2 separate regions of the Anser cygnoides genome follow, and region 2 is linked to region 1. The links are chromatin contacts, called in public Hi-C maps. All regions are on one chromosome and are shown on one strand. Each heading gives the region's core, a stretch centred on a gene start, on an enhancer-like site or on the middle of the called end of the contact. The rest is flanking DNA. Distances are from core to core; before and after follow the strand shown. Region 1 holds the start of NDC1 (NDC1 transmembrane nucleoporin). Region 2 holds the start of ACOT11 (acyl-CoA thioesterase 11).

Region 1 (6,016 bases), core at 2,859-5,358:
ATATGCAACACAGAAGTTTCTAACCAAATACAGCGATTCCACACAACTGTGTTTAACAAGGAGAGGCAAAGATCTTCTGAAACGTAAGTACTTGTATTGCTAAAAACAAAAACATTAGTTTAATATTCTGCATTCAGAACAAAGCAACGAAATGGTAAAAAAATAATGACAATGTCCTTAAAAACTTCTGGTCAAGACAAATTTAAAAAAATAGGTTAATGCAATGCCAAGTGTTGCACCTACTATTTATTCTCCCAGGCAATTTCTGTCATTTTAGAATCATCTCTAGTTTTCATCCCTTTCCTTGTAGCGGTATGAAAATGTATAGGGAAAAAACTGACTGCATACAATGGGAAACAATAAAAAAATCTGCCTAATGCAAAACAAACAACAGACATTTCATCTGCTAGATTTCAGGTTAGATTAACAACTGTTCCATTAAAACGCAGGGAAAATTCAGATATATGAGAGTTGTATTGTCAGCAATCCTCCAAGCAGCAACAGCGGTGTAATACTGATGCCCTTCTCCGTGCAAACAAATTACATCTTTCCAAAAGAACAAAGCAACCTGTATGACACTGTATGTAAATGAAGCAAAAGCAATTTTACTTTTTATTCAGCTAAGCTGCATTTAAATTAAAAAAAAAAAAAAGAAATAATAATATAACTCTAAAAAATACTAACTAAAGCATCACCAAAATGATGCTCGGTGTGCTGATAAACTGAATGGGCATAGATTGACTTAAACGTGTTCCACTAATACAACCAACCTCGTGTAAAGGCACATTTTGCCAAATTGGTTGGACTTCCTAAATCTAGGAATCATGTAAAGTTAGCGGCTGCTGTGAGACTACGTGAACAGAAGAAATACTTTTGAGATGATGTTTCACAAGCCACCCCTCACCACTTCTCACTGGTGAGATTTCTGCAGAACTGCTAGAGGCTCCTCCAAAAGGATTAATGCAATTCCTGTTTCATAGCAGCACACACATGAAGTAACTTCGGAGGCTGAGTTTTAAGCAACTATCTATATGCTATTTAGACTTTAAATAATGTGGTATGCCATTGCAACTGACATTATTTTTATTTTTTAAAATACTCATGATTTTCAGCTTTTAGGTGACCTTTTTTTGTCAGTCCCTGAAGTTAACGATCAGTTTGTGGTTACCGTCTCTTTCCAGAAGCTCACTTTCTGCAGTGAAAGTGATCTTAATCAACTTCTAAATGCAACAGAGGGGCTTCGTCAGTCTGGATTTCTATGTTCATTTGAAACGGGCTGAGCAGGAAGAAGGAAGGTGAACACCACTGGCATCGGAAGCTATGTGAGTACACACTTCATCTATTAGTGAAAGTTATCAGACAGCTGGTACAGCCATATTCAAAAAAAAAAAAACAAGGCTTTTTTGATCAGTTTCACTTAGACATCTTTCCACAAAGGTATTTAAATCTCTTACCTGTATAATTGGAAATGGCAAATAATTCATGTTGTTAATAAGATACAAGAGACTATAACTGTATCCAATGAAAGCTCCAGAAAGTAGAAAAAAGAGGTGATACTCATTTAGGCACATCTGAGGAACAGCATCTTCTGGGCTAAAATAGAGAACTTAGTATTAATTCAAAGTTTAAAAAAAAAAGTAGTCATTCTAGTCTTTAGAAGTTTGAATTGGAAGTTCAATTTTACTCTCCTGATCAGTACCCATGATGATATCTCAGTAGGTTTTTTCCTAAAGTACAACGCTCACTATCTTTGTAATTTATATACGAGGATGCTTCTGATATTCAGTATGTCACATCAACCAAAAGACTGAGAATCAGTTCAAATAACCGTTCTGTCACCATTCGACTTTCCATTAACAGTTCCAGCAATTCTGTTTTTCTGGCCCAGTTATCTCTCTACGCATCACAATATTTATAAAATAGGATACTGCCTAGCCTTTATTAAAGGCTATCAACAAGAAATATGCTCATTTTTGATAGTACTCAAATTTTAGCCTTCTGCTTAAAAAAAGGCCATGGGTAAATACATTTTACAATATAAATTCTTTGCGTAATTTATCCTTAACGCTCACGATTACCTTTCTGAAGGTGTGCAGGGCACAGCAAGAAACTGGAACTTCCCTTTTGTCATAACTGCAGCGCACCAAGCAACCAGCATTCCCATTACAGCGTGAACAGCTGAATGGATAACTTGCTGAGGATGAATAATTTTTCCTATCAGCGCTAATCGAGAGCATGGTATCGATGGCACAACTGTAAATAAAAGCCAAAAGTGAATTTTCAGTTGTTACTAACAAAAACCCCCATTTGAAAAGAATGCCACTGGCACCAAAGAACTTTTCAGCTGCAGTCAGCCTCTAGTAAAGAAATCAACGAAGCAGCTAAGCTGAAGGGGGTGTCAGCCATGAAGTAAGCAGGAATCTGAAATGCTTTTCCTTTGGCTGTTTGAGCCCCCCTCGGACTCACACAAGTCCACTGTTTTCAAGGCCTCCCTGCGTCACTGCAGTAATGAGTAAATACAAACCATTACCTCTGCCTAAAACTAACTTCTCTCTACATTAATTTATAAAGAAATCTGTCAGTGCTAAGTACATTGGATGTAAACGCAAATCCCTTAAACGGCCATCCGTTTTAAGCCAGGTTTTATAGCGAGTTCAGCAATGCGTATAACCCACCTGCGTAGAATTCAACGTTGAAGATGCTTATTACCAGTATCACCACAGACATAAGGAGGATACAAAAGATGACATACGAAGTATACAAATCATTGAAGGAATCTAAGATAAGAAAAAACAATTATTGCTCAGAAGATTGCAGTAACAAAGCAGTGACATTAACTAACAGAGTAACGGTAAAGCCTTTAACAATAACCCATTGAGTGCACAAAGAAGAGCAATGTTCAAAGGACTGTAATCTCATACTAGATCTGCCCAGCTGTGTGACACTTCTGGATACAAATACACTTAAGTTTCACATAAAAAGTACTTTATACCCTTAAAACTAGTTTTCTGATAAGCCACCACTCAGAGCTTTATTAAAAGTAAAATCAACGTGAATTTAACCGTAGGCGATGTTACACAGCTTCCCTTTGCTTAACAAAAGCTGTGACCATACGGTCACACTAGGCAGATAAGAAACTCCTCACAGAATAACTGATTTTGTTTAGTTGTCTTTCAGGCCTTTATATTTCCAAAGGCGAAAAGAAATCAAGTCTCTCTGCCTCGAGCAGCTAAACGCTCACAGGTATCAAGCTTCCAGCTAAACGCTTCCCTTAATTTTCTGCGCGTACGCTGGAGGGAGAGAGAGCTCACCACATCGAGCGTGCTCTTTTGGGAATTCCACTTGAGATTCAAAGCATCGTGATGTGAGGAAACTTAAGTGCTTCACGGAAGGAGCAGTTGCCCATGGTGGAAAGGGGAAGTGTGTCCAAGTCCTCAAAGCAGAGGGCTGCCCCTATCACCTCATTTTTTCTCTGAAGGATACACTTAGTTGTTATTGCTGCCTAGAGAAAGCCACGGCTACGGTGGTTACAAGTAACGCAGAATTTTACACTTCAAAGCCTGCACACCACTTAGAAACGCACAAAGAAGGGAAACGCAAAGCCAGGCAGCCTCTACCCGTCCCGAGACCGAGCCCAACACAAAGATGGGGAACGAAACACAGAGAGGCTTTTTGTAGGGCCACAAAGGCACCAAGGAACACCTCGCTAAACGCCTGGCTCTACACCGGGCGCTAAGGCACCGGGCCCGGGCCACCCACCGGCGATCCAGCGCAGCGGGCGGAGCGGCTGGGCGCGGCCGAGCAGCACGAAGGCGGCGGTGCAGGCGGGCAGCAGCAGCACGGACCAGGCGACGGCGGCCGCCAGCCTCCAGCCCAGCACCTGCGGGAGGCAAAACGGCGTCAGGGGGGTGGGCAGCGGGACCGGCGGAGGTGGGTGGGGGAAGGAGGGGGTCGGGGCCGCGCTCACCTGGCGGAGCAGCGCCCGCTGCCGGCACGAGGCCGCCGCCTCCATGGCCGGGCCCGCGCCGCCGTTCGAAGGGGCCGCCGCCCGCCGCCCCCTTCCTCTGAGGCGGCTTCCGGTGCGAGGCGCGCCGGGAAAGGAGCGGAGCGGCGGCCGGGCGGGAGGGACTACAAGTCCCGGCGTGCACTGCGCCGCGGGGGGGGGGGGGCGCTGCGGCATGGGGGCGGGGCGAGCTCCGCCTGAGGCGAGAAAAGACCCGGGAGGGTCGGGGGCGCACACCTCAGGGTCAGCCCCTGTGGGGAGTCTGAGGTCCCCGCCAACCCAAACCAGTCACGTTCTCTGAATTTTAAGGTTTTTTTTAAACGTGTTGACAGTACCACGTATCAAAAAATGTATTTTTGAGTCCTAAAAGGTACCCAGGAAGAGAAAGGGGCCGTGCGGGAGGAAAGATTCTCACATTGATCCACGCGATGAAGATCGTGTCACAGCTTTTAATGATCACTTTCGCCTGGCATAGATATATAGATATATATATTTAAATCTAACATAACTTCTGCTTAGGAAATATTCTGGCTTTTCACATATATGCTTCTGGACGGTGTGCTCGCGGAGGCCTGGCCTTTTGCTCGTCTCCTGGACTCGCTCCCCGTCGCCTCCTTCCCCCAGGATCCTCCCGCCGCCTGCCTCTGGCAGCGCTCCCGGCTGGCAGGGAGCTGAGGCTGAAACCATCCCACAGGAGGAACGCGGTCCGGATGGATGGCGCGGGCACTGCGTCAGCCCTGCGCAGAGAGCACACCGATGTCCCCGTACGCACAGCTGTGCTGCTCCGAAATACCGTGTCACAGACATCAAGGGGGAAACACTACTTACTTCTAATATTAAAAGCAAAGGGGAATGCAAATAAATTGATTTTTGCTTAAGTTTGACTTCCAGAGTTAAATTGTAATAAATACTTATTAGAAAGGACTAAAGGCCATCTTTGAAATGACCTGAGGGACAGAGTACATTATCTAAATACATGTTATTTAGATATTTCTTTGTCAAGAGTAAACCTCAAATAAAAGAAAGGTAATTTGTCTCTGTTCCTCAGTCTTTCACATTTGTATGGCTATATTTTAACGTTACAACTTCAAGAAAAGCTAATAAATGGTATTTATATATGGACGCCATTTGGCAGAACCCAGCTGTTAAACCCTTTTCAGGGAAGAGTTTCAAAACATCTGTGTCCCTAACCACAGGATAATGTTTTCAGGTGGTTACATAAGAAATCTGAGATTTGAGTTTTACCTTATTTACTGAGATTTTATTAGTGTTGTTCCATTGTGAGCGGGGACAATAGGTGCAGGAAAATCCACTTCAGGGGCATCAAAGAAGTAAGCCTAAGTTATTGAAGAGGAGAAAAAAAGATCATTTAGAAAGAAACACAGTGCTGCCTCACCAGCCCCTGTTCACACTTTCCACATCCACTGTTCATGGGGTGCTAACACAGCACAGAAATGATTGAAATCTGTTGTTTCAAAGTGTTTTTATCAGATTAGAAATATTCAATTAAAATGGCACTCTGAACTGGATTTTTAAATATAAGAGCAGCCAGCAGTTAGCTTCCCAAGGCCTTAGAAATGATCTGCACTGGAAGGGACAGGACTGCAGAAATTTACTTGACTGCTGATTAACAGATGAAGATCCAGGCAGCCTACAGTAACAGGAACTCCTGCTGACTCTTGTGTTTTGCCCTCTTCCTGCACGCTGAGCAAACCTATCTATTCTGGAACCTGAAGTGGGGTCAGAACTAAAGCCAGTATGGTACCATTCTGCTTAGTGCAACTAGGAGACAAAAAATAATTTAAGTCCTTGACATTATGTATTTCAGTAGCATTATGGTCTTCTGCTTTCAAAACGCTGATTTACTAAGTTCTGGCAAGTTTGAATTTTTATACATAAGACTCGTAAGCATGCGCTATAAACTGAGCATTTAATTATTTTAAAGGATTAACTAAGCATAGCACTTGTTGGAATAAGCTGTCACTGGATACAACAAAGATTAATGCTTTGCTG
Region 2 (5,591 bases), core at 606-3,105, 140 kb after region 1:
TCAGCGGGTCCTGTCAGCGCGGCTCAGCGCCCGCCGTAGTGCTGGGTCCTGGTCCGCGGCCCCTCCGCATGGCCCGTCGCCGCACCAAGAAATCATCCGTACACACAGCCCGTCACCGTGTCCCGTCACCACAGCCCACACCTCACCACATCCCCGTATCCCGTACCACATCCCATCCCCACCATCCCACCACAGCCCACACCTCACCACATCCCCGTATCCCGTACCACATGCCACCCCCACCGTCCCACCCCATCCCCACACCCCGACACCACAACCCGTCGCCACGTCCCATCCCCATGTCCCACCCCCACGCCCCATCCTAGAGGCAATGGCCTCAGGTTGCACCAGGGGAGGTTCAGGTTGGGAATGCGGAGACGTTTCTCCTCAGAAAGAGCGGTCAGGCGTTGGGACGGGGTGCCCGGGGAGGTGGTGGCGTCACCGTCCCCGGGGGTGTTCAAGGGAAGGTTGGACGTGGTGCCTGGGGACATGGTTTGGTGGGTGACATTGGTGGCAGGGGATGGTTGGACCAGGTGACCTTGGAGGGCTTTTCCAACCCTAATTATTATAGGATTCTAGGGTTATATCCCACCACCCCACCTTGCTGCCCCATCCCGTCACCCCATAACGAGACCGTCCCACAGCAGCCCCCTCGTGCTGCCCTCCCTTCTCCCCACTGGCACCCACGAGCCCCGGGGCCATGGGCAGAGCTAACGGAGCCTCCCCGCGCTGCCCCCCGGGGCCCTGCGAAGCCTGGGAACAGCCCCACCGCGTTAATTAACCGTTGGGGCGAAGCGCGCCGTGAGGCGCCGCGCTGCCCAAGATCTCGCCGCCGATAGCGCGGGTGCCTGCCGCAGCCTGTTGCCGCGCTCCCCCCAGCCCCAAAATGGCTCCGGGGGCAGGGTTGGTCCCATGGGGCCCCGATGGGACTCAACCGGCCTCCCAACCGGCCTCCCTCAGGGCAAGCCTCGTGGCTGGCCTCACGGGGAGGACGTGAGCGGCCGCAGCCCTCGCTCAAAGTGCTCCGAGCAGCACCGAAGCGAATAGGTCAGCTTTTTTTTTTTTTTTTTTTTTATTGCTCCGGAGTAATTAAGGGTGTAATTAATAATCGCTGTCCCGGTTGCTCGAGCAGGCTCAGCCCGACACGAGGCTGGGCTGAGGATCCCCGGCCTCTCCTGCAGCCTCCCCAGCGCCGTCCCCAGCCCGACCGCGGCTCCTGCCCCTCTGCCGGCCTCGCGGAGCCGGGGACCGTCCCTCGTTACTTACTCCGAAGGGCTGCCACAGTCTTTTAACCCCAGTCCCTGAGAAATTTCAGTCATCCCAAGGAGAATAGCTGCTCGCAACCGTTTGCTAATTACACGTATGGATGTCAATTAATTCATTTAGCTAATTATCCGCTCCGTGAGCATCACGCACCGAAGAACTGTAAAAGACGGGCACGCGGTGGTGGACGGGGAGTGAGAAGCTCGCGCGCGTGCGGGCTCGGAGGTGGGAGCCACGGCGGGGACGCACCTGGTCGGTGCGATGGCTGCAGGCCGTAATTACGGCAGCGCCCTAATTGCCCCGAAAAAACACCGAGCCTGGCCTCGAAACTTTTGTTGGGAGCACACGTCGAGCACCTGAAGTGTCTGCAGCGCCCTCCAGCATTTCCCACCTCCAGCCTAAATTTGGCCCCGCCGCGTCCCGCAGCATCAGGTCCAGATGCTGGGTACCCGCTGGGACCACCCGTGCTGTCCCCGGGGTGGCCGCTCCGAAGCCTCGTGATTTTTATTTACCAAAAAAAGCGAGGCCTTGTTTCCTGTTGAGTTTGTTTATTTCACCGCTGGCTTTCCAGTGCTGGGTGTGCCTGTGAGGGGCTTTGATCGAACTCATGTACGCTGACGGCCAAAGGTTTGCTTATCAAAGCACGTAAATAAAATGCAAACACAACAACACCTCCCGAAAAGCTAACAGGCTGCGCGGCTACCGCAGCAGCACGGCAATTTGCATTTTCTTTCCTTTTTTCTGGAAACTTTTTTTTTTTTTTTTTTATGATCCCAGCCAGATCTGCCTCAAATGCAGCGGGGCCAGGGAGCGACCGAGGAAATTGGAGAAGCTGCGGGGGCTGCGGGGGAAAGCCAGCGGGCAGGAGTCCTTCCAGGTGCGTGCCGTGCCCGTGCCCGCTCGGACGCGGTGCCGTGGGGAAGGAGGACGCGGGGAGACGGGTGCCGTGCCCTGCAGCACCCCGTGCCGGAGCACGGCGCTCCCCGGCACCTCCCTGGGTAGGGAAGCTTTGTGAAGCGCTACCTTAAGAAAAGTTGAGCGCTTATTTAAAAGGAAGCAGGGGGTGTGCGCTGGCTGCGTCCCAAAAGCAGCGTAGAACTGGCCTCGACACCCGCACCCCGGGTGCTGGCCGAGCCCAGCGCCGCACGCAGGTGTCCGGACGCCTCTCCTCCTCCTCCTCGCTCTCCTCCTCCTCTTTCTCCTCCTCCTCGTCTTCCTCTTCCTCCTCACGCCGCTCCGCCGCGCTGCAAATGCTCAGCTTCTTCTGGCTGAGGTGAGGGCAGAGGGGACACCCGGGGCAGGGGGGGACACGGGGACACGAGGGACGGTGGCACGCGAGCGGGGCGAGATGCCCTGTGCCACCCAAAGGAGTTTTCACGGCGGGCGTTGGAGCAGTGCCTGCAGTGCCAGTGCTGCGGGGAGAGGGCCTGGGGGGGGAGTCCCTCCTTGCCCCGCTTGCCCAGGGGATGCCCCCTTGCCCTTCAGGCTGCCGGTGTCGGGGCTTTGCACCAAGCCGTGCCGTGGGGCGCGGGGAGGGGGACGCTGGCAGGGAGGCGCTGCACGAGCCCGAGCCACCCGCTTCCAACAGCCCCAGGGCTGTCCGGGGGTGCGGGCAGGGATGTGGGGGCACCGGGGGTGAATCGGACTCCTTGTGCTTCAAAGGGGGCAAATATTTGGGAAGCGTGGGCATGGGGCCGCTACGGGGCCGGCTGGGGTAGCGTGGGCAGACGGATAGGGCGGCTGCATGACACCGTGGTGCTCTTGACCGTGGTGGTCCCAACCGTGGTGGTCCCAATCATCATGGTCCCGACCGTGGTGGTCCCGGCCGTGGTGGTCCTGGCCATGGTGGTCCCGACCATGGTGGTCCCCTCCCCAGGAGAGCCGTGGGGAGCAGGGAGGTGGGCAGCAGCCACGTGCCGGGCAGTGCTGTCGGGCGTCCCCACACTCGTGCCGTTTGTCCCTGTCCGTGTTGGCGGCACCTACAAGGGTTCATGTGCAGCTCTGCTCCCTCCTGGGGCTGGCGGCAGTGGTGCTGGGGACCTTTGTCCCCTGCAAAGCACCCAGGGGACTTTGGCCCCCTGCCGGGGCAGCTGCGGCCCCATTGCCCCCACGGCTGGGGACGGGCAGGGACGGGGCTGGGGGCTGCGGACACCCCTGGGAGTGGAGCAGAGGGAGGAGGAGGATGGAGGGACCCCAGCTGCTCTGGCAGCAGCGAAGGCTTTCCACGGGCTGCTGATGTACAACCTACAGCAAACAGACCTGTCCTCGCGGCCCCCACCGCGTGTGGCCCTCAGGTTGCTCTTTCCTGGCCCGACGCCTCGCTTTGCTCCACGAAACCCCCGGGGAAGGCATGACATGCGGTCCCAAAAAAGCTCTCGCAGCGTGCCAGGAGCTCACCTCTCCGGCACGGGGCCCTCGCTGCCCAGTCGAGGCGGCAGGATTTCCCTAAGTAGGTCAGGTTAATTTTTTTTAAGGCGTGCAGATTTGCTCGTTACCATGGATATTGTTCAATTACACACCGATAATCCACCCCCCCGCCCCGAGGACTTGTGTCGCCACTTTCCTTCCCCCCGTTTTTTTCTTTAAGCATTCCCAGGGACGGGTAAGGGCGCACCGCGGGGACGGAGGGGAGGTGGGAGAGCGAAGGCGGACGAGGGACGTCTCGGTTAGGAGCTGGGGAAGATGTTTCTGAGCCGGTGGGAGGACAGATGTGTCCGTCGGGTGCACCGTGCCCCGTTCAGACCCCAAGGGGGACAGCGCCGGGGACCCCCCGACTGTTTGGGGGTGGCTCACCCGTGCTCCTGGGGGCTCAAGGACTTGGGAACCTCTGTGCGAGGGGAAAATGAACAAACATCCCCATTTTCCCTACTATCAACTGCTCCCTGCTATTTTTCCCTACTATTCAACTCAGACTGGCTTCGTGGACACACAGCGCCTGGCACCCCCCTCTCCCCAGCCCCACACCCCAAATCTGTGGGGCCATTCGTGCCTCTGCGCCTCTCCCCCCTCTTCGGCGGCTCAGGAATTGAGCGTGGCAGGAGAAATATTCCGCTTGAAAGCTTTTTTTTTTTTTTTTTTCCAAGGCAAACTTTATTTTTTTTGGTAGAAGTGGGTCACGCGAGGGGTGACAGAGGAAGAGCGGCACCGCCGGGGCGATGCATCCCGTTGCCATGGTGAGCCGGGGGCTGCATCACTCAGTGGCCTTCCCCACCTGACAGCTGAGCAAGACGGAAGGTTTTAATGAGGACAGACACTTGCGAGCTTACTCTCGATAACCTCCCACCCTGTAAATGCCCTCGGTCCGAGCGGCTCCGGGTCTCGGGAGCGCTGCGGCCGTGCGCTTCCCTCCCCTGTACGTGGAAGGCAGGCGTGTGCCCGCGCCCCAAACAGCCGGGGGATGCAGAGCAGGTGGCTCTTTTATTTTTTGGTCCCCTTCCTGCTGGCGCTGGAACGAGCAAGGTGACACGAAGGGTGCGATCGGGGCCAGGAGCAGCTTTGGGTTTCCAAGGCACGGTGCGGCCGTGGGGCGGGTCGGGGCCACCCCCGGCCACTGCCACCGCCTCTGCCTGCAGTAAACCACCCCCGGGAGCCCTTGGTGGGAGCGGGGCTCGGCGTGCCCCTGGGCTCTGTGCCGGGAGCAGCAGTGTGGCCGGGGACGGGAGCATCCCATTTGCTGCCCTGCTGTCGGTGTGAGCCCGTCCCGCTGCCAAGGACACCTCGGCCGTCTTGTGACTGTGGCAGCGAGACACACGGAAAGTATTAGCGGAGCGTCACCGGCTGTGGGATCGGCCCGGCACCGCCCCTGGGCTCAGTCCAGCGCCCCAAAATAGCCGGGAGGCTTTCCAGCAAACCCGCGAGCGCCGGGCCTGACCCTTGGGGAATGGCAGGTGCGAGCCCAGGCTCTGCCCTTGTCGGTTTTAAGTCCCGCAGCCCCCGGCTGGGGCATCGCGGGGGGCTGGCGGCCTGCGGAGGGAGGGACGTCGGTGTGGGGCGCAGGGGAGAGGGGGGGACACCCCGCTGCGAGCATCCAACGCGCACCCGTGTCTTGTCCCCGCGCTGCTGGCCGGGGACGGACCCTACACGGCCGGACCAGGTGGGTGAGGGTGGCCGAGCCCTCTCTGCTCTTGCTGGATGTCGTATTTTCTGTTCGGGGCTGGGCTCCAGCTTCCCCCATCCCTCCTTGGTGGCCGTGGGTGAGGCCAGGACCACCCTGCGAGCATCCCTGCTGCCTGGGTGAGCCGGTGCGGCCAAGCCCCATGCCAAGCCCAGTGCTGACCCCTGTGCCGATCCCGGTGCCAAGCCCCTCCGTCACCTTTTGTCTGTTTACA

What was found. Hi-C and Micro-C count contacts between places; a contact is called where the count stands out from the background.
Region 2: a contact with region 1 is called in a Hi-C map of liver, with 3 times the contacts expected there. The contact joins the promoter of ACOT11 here to the promoter of NDC1 in region 1. A contact is called at or near these places in 3 of 7 Hi-C or Micro-C datasets (fetal liver and liver).

The regions. Positions count from the first base shown.
Region 1 is chr8:28,238,294-28,244,309 of Taihu_goose_T2T_genome, forward strand. It overlaps NDC1 (NDC1 transmembrane nucleoporin), which reads right to left and starts at 4,109. Exons shown (of 18, transcript XM_067001575.1): 1 at 3,968-4,109; 2 at 3,760-3,880; 3 at 2,676-2,777; 4 at 2,079-2,253; 5 at 1,455-1,593; 6 at 1-99. The coding sequence starts at 4,012. YIPF1 (Yip1 domain family member 1) reads right to left here. Exons shown (of 9, transcript XM_048062234.2): 8 at 5,249-5,340; 9 at 4,439-4,830. The coding sequence ends at 5,254.
Region 2 is chr8:28,384,718-28,390,308 of Taihu_goose_T2T_genome, forward strand. ACOT11 (acyl-CoA thioesterase 11) reads left to right here and starts at 1,856. Exons shown (of 18, transcript XM_067001821.1): 1 at 1,856-1,890; 2 at 2,041-2,140. The coding sequence starts at 1,871.